Regions from separate parts of the Sus scrofa genome. Here regions 1 and 2 are each linked to region 3. Evidence: chromatin contacts called from public Hi-C and HiChIP or PLAC-seq data. All regions are on one chromosome and are shown on one strand. The core of a region is the stretch at or near the end of the contact, and the rest is flanking DNA. Distances in the headings are between cores, read along the strand shown.

Region 1 (4,256 bases), core at 1,445-3,944, 71 kb after region 3:
ACCTCCATATGCCACAGGTGTAGCCGTAAAAAAAAAAAAGAATAGCTAACATTTATTGAACTCATTACGTGGCAGACATTGTGTGGTTCTATGTGTTTTACATGTGTTAACTTTCCCTTTTCTTTTCTTTCTTTCCCTTTTTTTTTTTTTTTGCCTTTTCTAGGGCCGCTCCCAAGGCATGTGGAGGTTCCCAGGATAGGGGTCTAATTACAGCTGTAGCTGCTGGCCTGCCTACACCACAGCCACAGCAACGCTGGATCCTTAACCCACTGAGCAAGGCCAGGGATCGAACCCACAACCTCATGGTTCCTAGTTGGATTCGTTAACCACGAGCCACGACAGGGACTCCTCTTTTCTTTCTTTTTTTTTTTTTTCCTGCTTTTTTAGGACCTCATTTGCAGCATATGGAAGTTCCTAGGCTAGGGGTCAAATCAGAGCTATAGCTGCTGGCCTATGCCACAGCCACAGCAATGTGGGATCTGAGCCGCTTCAGCAACCTACACACCACAGCTCACAGCAATGCCAGATCCTTAACCCACTGAGCAAGGCTAGGGATCGAACCTGCATCTTCATGGATAGTAGGATTCGTTTCCACTGCGCCACAACGGGAACTCCCTACATGTGCTAACTTTTTAAATCTTCTTAACAGTCTATGTTATCACCCCTGTTTTATAGCTGAGGCTCAGAGAGGTGAAACAATATGCCCAAGGTCACACACCTACAAATCTGCAGAGTTGGAATTTGAACTCAGGAAGTCGGCTCCAAAGCCCACTCTTAACCCCTTAACCAAGTAATATAGGGTACTTGCCTCTCCAGGCAAGGACACTGTTAGCATGTGGGGAATGAATGAATGAATGAATGAGAACTATCTCCAGACTGCCTGGATCTCAGGAATAAACAACCGGCACAGCAGGGCTACTAAGGAGCACTGGCCCAGCTTGAAGGCACTGTTTACAAACAAGGATTCTTTTGGCCTTACAATTACATATCCTGCTCTTCCTTAGCTAATGCAAAGCCAAGCCAAGAAGGAAAGTGCCCAGCCCAGAGTGACTACCCTCTTCTTCACTGCTCTCAAAACTGAGCAAAGCCAACCGGTTTCCTCCTGTGACTTAACACAGCACAAAGTCTATCCTGCCAGCGAAGGCGGCTGTCATCTCTTCCTTCCGCCAAAAAACGGGCATCAAACCTAGGGAGTGGGGGTGAGAGAGAAATCCCAATGTCCCTACCTACGGGCTGAAAGGTGGGGCCAAGTGGTGTGGGAATGGGCGGGCCTGATAAGGCATGGCAGGTGAAACAGTGACCATAGCAGCAGGCTCTCTCCTTGGAAAAGGCTAACCAAACGTAGCACCGGCAAGCACAGGTAGCTCAGACTCGCACCTGTATGCCGCCCGGAATTCGAAAATTCCCCAATAGCGATGGTGCCCGTGCCAGCGGGTTAGGGTTCCTGGAGGAAGCCCTGGCTGGTCCTCCCTGGGGACTCGTTCCAACTTCCAAGTCACTCTCGGGATCAGGAGGGCAGCATGGAGAGGCAGAGGGCGTCTTTTGGGAAAAATCTGGCTGGTTCAAATCCGGCACCTTCACTGACTGGCGGAGTGACTCCGGACTAGGCTGGCAGTGCCACCTCCCAGGGTTGCGGGGGGACCGAGACTCTCCACAGCCGTCCGGTACTCGGCACCCGGGAAGGGCAGACCCGGTAGAGGACCGGGTATTCGCTGTTGCCGTTTCTGTTGCAGCCGGACAGCCTCAGGCTGTCACCCTGGTCCCCGCGCCACAGCCCCCGAGGCCCGCCCCGCCAACCTGCACCCCCCCCCCGGCGCCCGACTCCCCGCTCCAGAGCCCCTCTCTCACCTTCCCCCGGTGCTCAGCGCTACTCGCCCATAGTCCGTAGCCCGGAGCCGGGGCTGCTCGGCGCTCCGTCCCGGGGGGCCGGGGCCGGGCCGGGGGCGTGGGAGCCGCTCACCGTCGCCTCTCAGCACAGCAGCCCCATCCGCCACCACCGCCGCCGCCTCCCTCCATGGCTGCGGCGCCGCCACCTGACAACGGAAGTGACGCACCGCCCCCTCCTCCCGGGCCGAGCCACAGCCCCGCCCCTCGCTGGTGTCTACCGCCCAAGGCGCAGGGATTGGGCGCCATCTTGACGATGGGCGGAAGCCTTCAGGCAAGAGGCCAGAATCCGACGGAGGATTGGTTAAGGGCGGGGCCCTGGCCGAAACCTGGGGAACGATTGGAGGCCTAGACTCTAAGGGGCGGTACTTACCGCTTATCTATGTCAGCTGTGAGCCAGGCCAGGAGGCACCGCTCCCGCCCCGACTTCACTGAGCCTCTGGTGCCCTACACTTGCCCTCCCGGGCTTGGAGACGTGTCCAGCAGTCTGAAGATCGGCCAGCTGTAGTGTATTTATCAAAAAAGTGATTCTTCCTTGACCCCCATTTCTCGGTTTCTGGAGTCCTGAGCGGAGAGCGCTGCCGTGAGGTTCAATCAATGACTGGAATTCCTGTCGCAGCCCTCACAATTCATTTCCCTCTGGGCCCCTCGGTTTTTTAGAAACCCCGCTTCAATCTGAAGATCTCTGGAGTCTTGACCAAGGAGGTTTACAGTAAAGAGTTCCTATTAGCTATTCCAGCCACCTAACCTCAGCCCCTCCTGCAGCAGTTTCGGTCCCTTTCTCCTCCTCCTCCAGCAACCACGCCCTCCATGAATCAGCTTCTTGCACCAGCAGATGAGCCCTTTAAAGGGATTGCATCAGGCTGGTGACTCACTGCGGCCCTTTGAGAGCCTGGCTTCCCTCTGCTGGTTTGCAGAAGCAGCTAAAAGGGCTCCGTCGCAGCAGCACTAGCGACCAGGGCTCTATTCCTTTGTCTCCGAGGTGTGAGCCAGGGTGTTTGCCGCGTCTGACTGTTGCGTCTGACTGTTTAACTCCGGGGGTGTCATTCTGTATCCCTGTGTGGGCACACGTGTTCAATCCTGTGTGCATTGCTGCGTTTCCCTAGGGTGTGTGGCTGGCACTTATCTGTCATTGCCTACACAGGCAGTACTAGGACGGGAGAGTTGGTGTGAGTCTGGCTACTTCCTCCTGTGTCCATCTCTTTGTCTCTGAGTGCCTGGTGCACGCTGAGCTGACAGGGCTGAATAACAATAATAAAGAGAGCTCCCACTGTGCTGTCACATACTATGTTAAGCACTTTAGAGACATCAGCCATTAAGGGTCTGTGAATAGATGGAGAAGCTTGAGCTCCAAGAGGGAAAGTAACCTGTCCAAAGACACACAGCTAATAACGGCAGGGCTGTGATTTGAACCAAGACTGGCAGATGCCGAAAAGTTTGGATTTGAGTCCTTGCTGTATCCCTTACAAGGTGAGTGACTGTGTGCAAGTTCTCTAACCTTCTCTGTCAAAGTAGAGGTAACATTTGGTGGGATCAAGTGGGTTAAGAATCTGACTGCAGTCGCTCAGGTCGCTGTGGAGGCTTGGGTTTGATCCCCAGCCTGGTGCAGTAGGTTAAACGACCCAGCAGCTGAAGCCTGGATTCATTCCCGGCCTGGGAACTTCTGTATGCTGCAGGTGAGGCCATTTAAAAAAAAAAAAAAAGAATGCTCATAGTTACTGAGCAGTGGAAGGCTGAAAGTCAAGTACAAGGAAGCCTGGCCCAGCCTGGCCCCGCAAGCTCCTCTCTCTGACAAAGGGAAAAGCCTAGGGATTCCGGAAGCCCTGACTCTGACAGGAATGAGTGTTGGGTTTTCCAGAGCTCTAATTATCAGCTAGATGAATCACTTGGAGCTGACACCACCATCCCACCCCCAAGAGGCTCTCAGCAGATTCAAAATAGAGAATTTTAACAAAGAGGAGGAAGAGAAAGAGGAGAGTAGAAGAGGTAATGAATAGAAAGGAAAGGTGCCAGTCAGAGGAAATGAAAAATTGTCACCAGGACACCAACATGAGACCTCTCTCTCTCTCTCTCTCACACACACACACACCACACACACACACACACACACGGTGACATGCTCTCCTGCTGGCTCTCTAACTCTGGGCATACTAGCAGACAGCACTGCCATAACAAAGTGATGCCTGTCACAACAGCATGAGATGGTTGCTTGATGAGGTACAGGCAGATCTGCCTATCACAGAAGGAGAGGAGGAGACCTTCAACCCCAGGGAACGTCCTTAGGCTTCTGAAACAGAGCAAACCCTTCCCACTGGCTGGCTTCTGCCTTCTCTTTGTGGCCTAGCCCCTAAACCCGAGGTAAGGCAAGTTCT
Region 2 (3,880 bases), core at 1,037-3,536, 93 kb after region 3:
CAGATCCCCAACCCACTGAGCAAGGCCAGGGATCGAACCCACAACCTCATGGTTCTTAATCGGATTCGTTAACCACTGTGCCACGATGGGAACTCCCAACCTACTTTTTCTGATTCACCTTCTGCTCTTTCCCTTCAGCTTCCTACCCTATCCGCATCCAACAAATGCACCCAGGAAGTCAAGTCCTTTTTTGCCTCTGTGCCTTTGCACATACTAAACTCTGCCAAGAATGTTTTTCCCCTTCCTCTGCTTGGCAAACTCCAAGACCCAGCTCAGTTGCCAACTCCTTCAATCCACCGGTGCAAAGTCAGCTGCCGCGTCCTCCATTAGAGAATGCATGACATGGCACCAGAATGACCTGTGCACCTGTTCATGTTTCTATGACGCTAAGGACAGACTCCAGGTCTTATGCTCCATTTTTGGGTCCCCACACTTACCACAGTACCTATCACCTCAATGGAGACGGAAATAGAAAGAACACCCACCTCAAACATATTTGGTTCTGAGGAGGGTCACAAGACATAATGAATGCCAAAGTGCTCTGTAAACTGTAAAGCACTGTACAAGTCTTGGTGAATGACTACTGCTGTTGGTTTGGGGGAGACTGTCTAATCCCAAAGACATCATGCTTTGACCTCCTTCTGCTCTTTCTTTCTTTCTTTCTTTCTTTCCTTCCTTCTTTCCTTCCTTCCTTCCTTCCTTCTTCCTTCCTTCCTTCCTTTCTTCCTTTCTTTCTTTTTTTGTTTCCCAGCAGCATATGGAGTTCCCAGGCCAGGGATCAGATCTGAGCTGGATGTGCAATTTATACCACAGCTGTGGCAACTCAGGATCCTCTAACCCACTGTGCTGTACTGGGCTGGGGATCAAACCTATGTCCTGGCACTGCAGAGATGCTGCCGTTCCCGTTGTGCCACAGCAGGAACTCCACCCTCTAGTTTCTTAACAGTCTTTTCTTTTTCTTTGGGCCGCACCCGTGGCACATGGAGATTCCCAGGCTAGGAGTCAAATTGGAGCTGTAGCCGCTGGCCTACACCACAGCGACAGCAACGCCAGATCTGAGCTGAATCTGCAATCTTCACCACAGCTCGCAGCAATGCCAGATCCTTAACCCACGGAGTGAGGCCAGGGATCGAACCTGTGTCCTCACGGATGTTAGTCAGATTTGTTTCTGCTGAACCGCAATGGGAACTCCTCAACAGTCTTTTCTTCATATGATTATCTGGACTTCCAGTTCTCTTGCTGAACTGTGCTTTGCTCAATAAAACATTAGAACTATTTTTGGAAGGTCTCCAGAAGGTTCAGGCTATTGAATACCACTGGATTCTTCTTTAACTAAGTTATTGAATTGGCCGGTATTTGGTTTGTGATCTTTATGTCTATGAGTGTTACTGGTTTACAATGGTTATTAATTACTGTTTTTTTAAAGGCCACACCTGCGGCATATGGAGGTTCCCAGGCTAGGGGTTAAATTGAAGCTGCAGCTGCTGGCCTACGCCACAGCCACAGCAACGCCAGATCCTTAACCCAGTGAGTGAGGCCAGCGATCAAAGCAGCATCCTCATGGATACTAGTCGAGTTCTTTACTGCTGAGCCGTGGTGGGAACGCCACACAATGGTTATTTTTTGATTCTTATCACACTGAGGATTTTTGCATATGTCTTTAAAGAAACAGGTTTGACACATACTCCTCCTCTTCATCAGTGGTGAAGAGATTCAACCGGAATCCTGACTCAGGGCCACAGGGTTTCTTAATTTCCATCCCTCCCATCAGCCTGGCCAAGAGATTCAGCTCTTCTTTAGCAAGAGGGTTTGGAGCAGTGTATTCCTGCAGAAACAATTTCATGATTTTTAGCCACACGAAGGGGATCACATTTCCTGCTGAGAACCCAGAGACCCAGGGTGGAATTACAGAACAGGGCAAAACAATAACTGTTTCAATGATTTCTGGGAAGAACTGGGCCCAAATGAAGCAGAGAAAACAGGCTTAACCAAAAAAGAAATAATCCATGCCAGAAGCAGAGGGACGCTAGCAAAGCGACAGATCAGAGAGTTGCACTCTTTCAAGATGGGCGGAAGGCCCCAGGGACCCCCATTCTCCTCAAAACAGAAACAGAAAGAATCAAACAAAAAACAGCTTTCCTCCCTGAAGGAGAAGCAAGCTGCTTCCTCTTCAGGCCTTCTAGTTCCCCCAGCCTTTGTAAGCCGCCTGGGTGAAGGCTCCAGGTCCAAGGACCTACCACACTGCCCTCAGGTGGTGATCCATGAAAACACACCCCCGAAATCCTTTCCTGCCTGTGGCTCCCTCCCTCAACTCCTGCGCCCCCTGCAGGCTTCACGCCTCCTCACAACTGGCGCTCTCTAAACCAGCCTTCCCCAGCTTTGCCTCTTCCATCACTCTGCTGCCAGCCGAACTACGGTTCTCATCTCACTTCTTCCTTGCTTGAGACACATGCCACCGCCTCCTGCCTGAAGGATAGAATCCATATTGTTTAAGCCCTTTCTGAAACAGGGCCCCACGGCTCTGACCAGTTGAATCTCTGGCCGCTGCCTCTATTGTGTTAGGATCTAGCCACGTGGGTGGGGCGCTGCCTCCCCGCCTCCCCCAGACACTATGCCCCCAGGAGCCTTTACTGGTACTGGCTTTCTATGCTGACTTATCCTCCTTCACCTCCTCGGAAAATCTTTCTTGTTCCCTGTCCCCTGCTCCTACTCCCCTGGACAAGACACAGCACTGACACATGCTCTGACACAGCACTTTACTCAGAATGCCCAGTGAGCTTTTCTTTTCTTTTTCTTTAGGGCCAAACCTGCGGCATATGGAAGTTCCCAGGCTAGGAGTCAAATCCGAGCTGCAGCTGCCAGCCTACGCCACAGCCACAGAACTCGACACGTCTTTGACCTACGACCTACATGACACTGTGTCTTCCACCTACAACACTGCTCAGGATGCTGGATTCCTAACCCACTGAGCAGGGCCAGAGATCACACTTGCGTCCTCTTGGATAGCAGTTGGGTTGGTTGCCGCTGAGTCCCAAGAGGAACTCCTCCAGCAAGCTTTTCTTCTGCCATGTTATAGTTATTTGTTCTTATTGCGGCTTTTCCCAGAGGACTATGAGCCACTTCAGGATGACACCACATCTAAACCGGCTCTGTGCCTGGGTACCTTGCCCACAGAAGTTTGCTGAATAACTGAATATTCCGGGATCAAACCCACGCCATAGCCGTGACAACGCCACATAGTGACAACGCTAGATCCTTAACCGGCTGAGCCACCAGGGAAGTCCGCAAAACCGTATTTTGAACTTAGCTTCTACATCAGTATTCAAGGAAGCATCGAAAAGGGGAGTTTTGATGATCAGAATACCCATAAGGGCTGAACCCAGCAACCGAGGGCCTTGTAACACTGGCACCATGCTGTGTCACATGTCCTGGTGTGTGGTTCCTGTTTAATTATGGTGGTGGAGCCAAGCCTAAAATTACCTAATTAGTCAGATCGCTGGAAGTCTCCATGAGGAGCCGTAATTAACAACCTGTGTACTGGTAAGGCGGAATGGAGACGCTTGCAAACAATGAGGATAATGTTGACCAGCTCTGAAATCTAGAGTTCCCACCCTTCTCCCCGTCCAGATTTCTGTATCTAGAAATAAACTTGGAAGACACATAAGGGAGGCAGAAGCTTACTTGCGTCCGTGCAGCTGCGTTCTTCGATGCTCCGGACATATGGGTTTCCACGGGCCGGTTCACACTGTACCTGGTGGCAACAGAAAACCATGAAAACGTTGTCCCTTTTTACCAGGATTTCCTTCTCACATGTAAACAGAGTGCATAGCTTTTCTGCTGAGGCATTAAAAAGCATCCAGAAAGGGGCTGGGAATACAGA
Region 3 (4,040 bases), core at 1,526-4,025:
AGAGCTGGGTGAAGATGTTGTCGTCATCATTATAATGCCTAAGCTGCTACTTTAGAATTCAAGGAACCCAATTGAATATTCTCTTAGATCCGGATCAGTAGCCTTTTTGGAGTGGGGGACAGGGAAGGAGGACAAGGCCTATGTAAGTTTCTTTGAGAAAGTCACATTTGGGTGGGTGCAGAGGAGAGGGTTCTGGTGACTCTTCTTCACTCTGGCGCTGACGGCAGTTTTCTTTCCTCCAGCATGACGACCGTGAAGGCGAAGGCAGTGAGAAGTGGGTGAGCCGGGGCCGGGGCCGAGGAGCCTTTCCCCGGGGCCGGGGCCGGTTCATGTTTCGGAAATCCAGCACCAGCCCCAAATGGGCCCACGACAAGTTCAGTGGGGAGGAAGGAGAGATCGAAGACGACGAGAGTGGGACAGAGAACCGAGAGGAGAAGGACAATTTGCAGCCCACAACTGAGTAGAGGCCACTCTTGATGGGAGCCCCTGCCCAAGGGAGAGAGGCGCTGGGAAGATGGCTGGTGAGGAGCTAGACAGAGGAGCCTCAAGAAGATTCTGAAAATCCCACCCCTACCCGCCCCCCCCCCACCAGCCATGTAAAATCCTACTGCAGCCGAAAGCATCCCTGGCGCTGTGTCCCACTGGACAGAGGCAGCTGGCCGTGGGGCCTGGGGTCAGGCCCAGCTCTTGAGCAGAACACACCATGTGGGGCTTTAGCTGTGTGTTTCTCATTTGTTGTTGGTGTGTGGGGTGGGGGCTGGGGTAGGGAGGGCAGAGTGATACTTGGATTTTGGTTTATTCCCTATTAGAAACCAACAGTTTTATTCTTCGTTTCATTTCATTTGGAGCTAAGAGGACTAATTTGATGATTTTCAATCTCTTCCCCCTTATCTTGATTTTTTAAAAGCCCTTCTCTTTTTTTTTTAGGCATATGTAGAAACATTAGCAGAAAGATTTAATTTGGGCGACTTTGATTCTTAAAGAGAAAACAAAAGCATGTGAATAAACATTGAAGTGTTCACCTCAGTTTGGGACCAAACTGCTTGGATCTTTGTAAAAAATCGGTTTTGTATGTCGAGGAGGAGTTCAAGGCCTTTCTGACCACCTTGTGTTCCCCTTTTCTGCGCAGCCATGTATCACGTGGTGTGCTCCTAACCACACCCTATGTGCACCCCCCCCCCATATTTTCTGATTTCTTCTGGGCTGGGCTTCCCCTTCTCCACCAGCAGCTCCAATATCCCAAACTTTCTAGTCCTGCTGATCCTCTCAGCAACAGGGGTGGAAACTGGATTGGCAGTTTCTGGTCTGTTTTCTAAGAAACTTCTGACTTCTATTATCTTTACAAATATAAGATGAGAAGATAATTTTTTCAATATTTTTTATTAATCTTTTTATAAAATGAAAAGAAACTCCTATGATTGATTAAGGAAGGTGGTTATGGCTGGGTGGTTTGTGGGGGTTTTTTGTTTTGTTTTTTTCTTTTTCTTTTTTTTTTTTTTTTTTTAACCTTAAGCTTTAAGTTGAAACATTCTCAGATGTTTGGGGGGGAAACATCATCTTACAATGGGTCCTTGTGCTTGCCTTCTGGGGAGGCGGTCCTGAGCAGGTGAATCATATGGCATTTATGCATATGTAATATGCGGACTGCACCCACCTCTTCCCCCCTCGACCTTTGCCTCTTGGGTTGTTGCGCTACTTTCCCCTTACTTTGCTACATTTCTATAGTTAAGTTGGTTTTACTTGAATGATTCATGTTTAGGGAAGAAAATGAAAAAATGCCCTTAAAATTTGTTTCAACTCCTCCTGCAAATAAAAAAATAAATGAAGTGGCAGATGTAAATGGGCTGTGGTCATTGTCACCCTGGGAGTGTGTGTGTGTGTGGCAGAGAGGGGTTGGGGGGAGCTTCAGGGAACCTGAGAGACAAAATGTCTGCGGGCGGCACCTAGGCTGTTGCTCAGCCCCACACTCAGTTCTAGGAGGAGCCTCAGCCACCCGTGTTCCTCATTTCCCATTCCAATGGTTTTGCTTCATATCCTGTACCTTGGACACCCTAGGAGAGCAACATTTTTTCACTCTGGTGTCATAAGCAAGGACTTTGACAGTGGTGGGGCAGAGCTCGAGAGGTGCTGATAACAAGCTGGGCCTTCTGTGTTCACCACTGAGCAGGAAGAGGGCCTGAAAGCCTATCCCACAAGGGACTGGCGCGAGGCTTTGCCAGCTCTGGCCTTAGCTAAGAAAGCAAGAACCTTGAAAGTTTCTGAAGTTCCTTTCTTCCTGCCTCCCCCCACTGAGAATCCGGAGGTGTACTCTGAAACCAAACTAAGTCCCCGTCACCCGAGGAAGGGTGATTGCGCTTTTTTTCGTCTTCCCGTGAAGGGAGTCCTGGGAGGAATATGCCTCCCTGAGAAAGTAGCGATAGCTCTGTGCAGACCAAAGCAACCACCCTCGCCGCCCAGGACCCGCCTTAGAAAGAGCGGTTGCTGCCTGCTAGGGGACCCCACCCTGGTATGTAGGCCCCACCCACCTTACCCCTGCCGCTAAAATCTTGCCAGCTGGGTGAGGGTAGGCCAGGGAAGGCTGTGGGCTAAGGGTGGGACGAACCCTCAGGGCCAAGGTTGGGAAAAGGAGAGGGGGGAGGTGGCAGGACTGAAATTCAGGTGACTATAGACAAACGAACATATGGGGGAGCTGTGGCTCCGGCACTGGCCAGAGACCCTGGAGTCCTCAGGCCCGGGCTGGGGGCCGAACCTGCTGAGCCAGGCCGCCCCCTCTCCCACACCTACTCCTTGCACCTGGAGCCCGACCTATCGGCTCGCGTCTCCGCCTCCTTGGCTTCACAATCTCGCGGCTTGTCCCAGCCGTCCCGGACCCAGTACTCGTCTGCGAGCGGACCACGCCGTCCTTGCTGGGCTCTGGAAGGCGCCCCGGAAGCCATGGGTACGTGCAGAGGGTTTGGGGGTGGCTCCTCTATGCAACCGCGTGGAAATGGCGATAAAAACTACACCCTCATCCCATTCTCCATACGGGGCCTGGAACTCGCGCTACGGCCAGTCTGCCAGCCTGGGCCCTTCTGAGCCGGTCTCCGCGCCATCCTCCTTCCTCCCGCAGAGGTGCTGGTCCTGGCCGGATACCGCGCGCAGAAGGACGATGAGTTGAGCCTGGCGCCCGGGGACGTGGTCCGGCAGGTGTGCAAGGGCCCGGCACGGGGCTGGCTGCGTGGAGAGCTGGGGGACCATTGTGGCCTCTTCCCCGAGTGCCTGGTGCAGGTGAGGCCGGGCTAGAGGTCGGGCGAGGGACGTGGGGGGCGGGGGGCGGACCTCAGCACGCGCCCCCGGGAGCTGAGAGCCCCCCTTCCGGTGCGCTCTTTCGCAGGAAATCCCAGAGACTCTGCGTTGTTCCGGGGAGGTGCCGAGACCACGCTGTGCCCGCCGCCGAGGTGAGCGCTGGGGCCGGTGGGCAGGCGCGCGTAGCCTTGGCTGCGAAGTGCCCACTGCTCGCCTTGTCTGGGGCGGGGCCGCTCGGCTGCTCTGCGGTCCGTGATTGGCTCTCAAGTACAATGCTCCGCCCTGGGGCGGGGCCTGGAGGTAACTGGGTCGCGCTCGCGGCCCGCCCCTCCCCCAGCTCTGCTGTCTGGGGCTGAAGGCTCAAGCAGCCTGCCTTTCCGACCCCAGGTCACCCCACCAAATTTCCAGGCCCCCCAAGATGGTGCAAAGTGAGTTTCAACTACAGCCCGGAGCAGGCGGACGAGCTGAAGCTGCAAACTGGGGAGATTGTGGAAGTCATAAAGGAGGTGAGCGGATGAGGAGATGAGAGGGTTTGGAAGGAGATCATGGAGCAAGTCTCTGGGTGAGGGGACGTGGGTGCAGTATGGTGTGGGTGATGGGAGTGGTGAGGAGCGCAGAAATGGGAAAGAGGGGGAACAAGGGAGGAGAGGGGTCGTTGGACAGAACTGGGGTGAACCAAGATGTAAGAGTCCCAGGGAGACCCTTGGGGCAGAACCAGATGCCCCTGCGTCCTACCCTCTCCCCAGATTGAGGAC

The links. A called contact is a pair of places that touch in the nucleus more often than the background predicts. HiChIP or PLAC-seq counts read pairs in DNA pulled down with a chosen protein or histone mark.
Region 1: a contact with region 3 is called in an H3K27ac HiChIP or PLAC-seq map of alveolar macrophages. The contact joins the promoter of STK40 here to the promoter of SH3D21 in region 3. A contact is called at or near these places in 2 of 5 promoter capture datasets (fetal skeletal muscle and liver), 7 of 47 Hi-C or Micro-C datasets (embryonic fibroblasts, fetal liver, heart right ventricle and 2 more) and 2 of 2 datasets of contacts at active chromatin or transcription factors (alveolar macrophages and skeletal muscle).
Region 2: a Hi-C map of brain shows a contact between it and region 3, with 5 times the contacts expected there. The contact joins the enhancer-like site here to the promoter of SH3D21 in region 3. A contact is called at or near these places in 2 of 5 promoter capture datasets (fetal liver and liver), 7 of 47 Hi-C or Micro-C datasets (brain, embryonic fibroblasts, fetal heart ventricle and 2 more) and 2 of 2 datasets of contacts at active chromatin or transcription factors (alveolar macrophages and skeletal muscle).

What each region holds. Positions count from the first base shown.
Region 1 is chr6:92,481,669-92,485,924 of Sscrofa11.1, forward strand. STK40 (serine/threonine-protein kinase 40) reads right to left here and starts at 2,695. Exons shown (of 11, transcript XM_021095940.1): 1 at 2,258-2,695.
Region 2 is chr6:92,503,650-92,507,529 of Sscrofa11.1, forward strand. OSCP1 (protein OSCP1) reads right to left here. Exons shown (of 11, transcript XM_021095954.1): 8 at 3,682-3,751; 9 at 1,686-1,825. Among named protein-coding and RNA genes, the nearest start is that of LSM10, 8.7 kb to the left of the region's middle. Within about 2 kb of position 2,287, at least 29 of the 83 cell types and tissues checked have an H3K27ac peak or open chromatin away from gene starts, as enhancers often do. A contact at or near this core is called in alveolar macrophages, brain, embryonic fibroblasts and 1 more, where this site is marked.
Region 3 is chr6:92,410,496-92,414,535 of Sscrofa11.1, forward strand. SH3D21 (SH3 domain-containing protein 21) reads left to right here and starts at 2,776. Exons shown (of 17, transcript XM_021095933.1): 1 at 2,776-2,938; 2 at 3,110-3,267; 3 at 3,374-3,437; 4 at 3,694-3,791; 5 at 4,032-4,040. The coding sequence starts at 2,935. THRAP3 (thyroid hormone receptor-associated protein 3) reads left to right here. Exons shown (of 12, transcript XM_021095929.1): 12 at 243-1,840. The coding sequence ends at 464.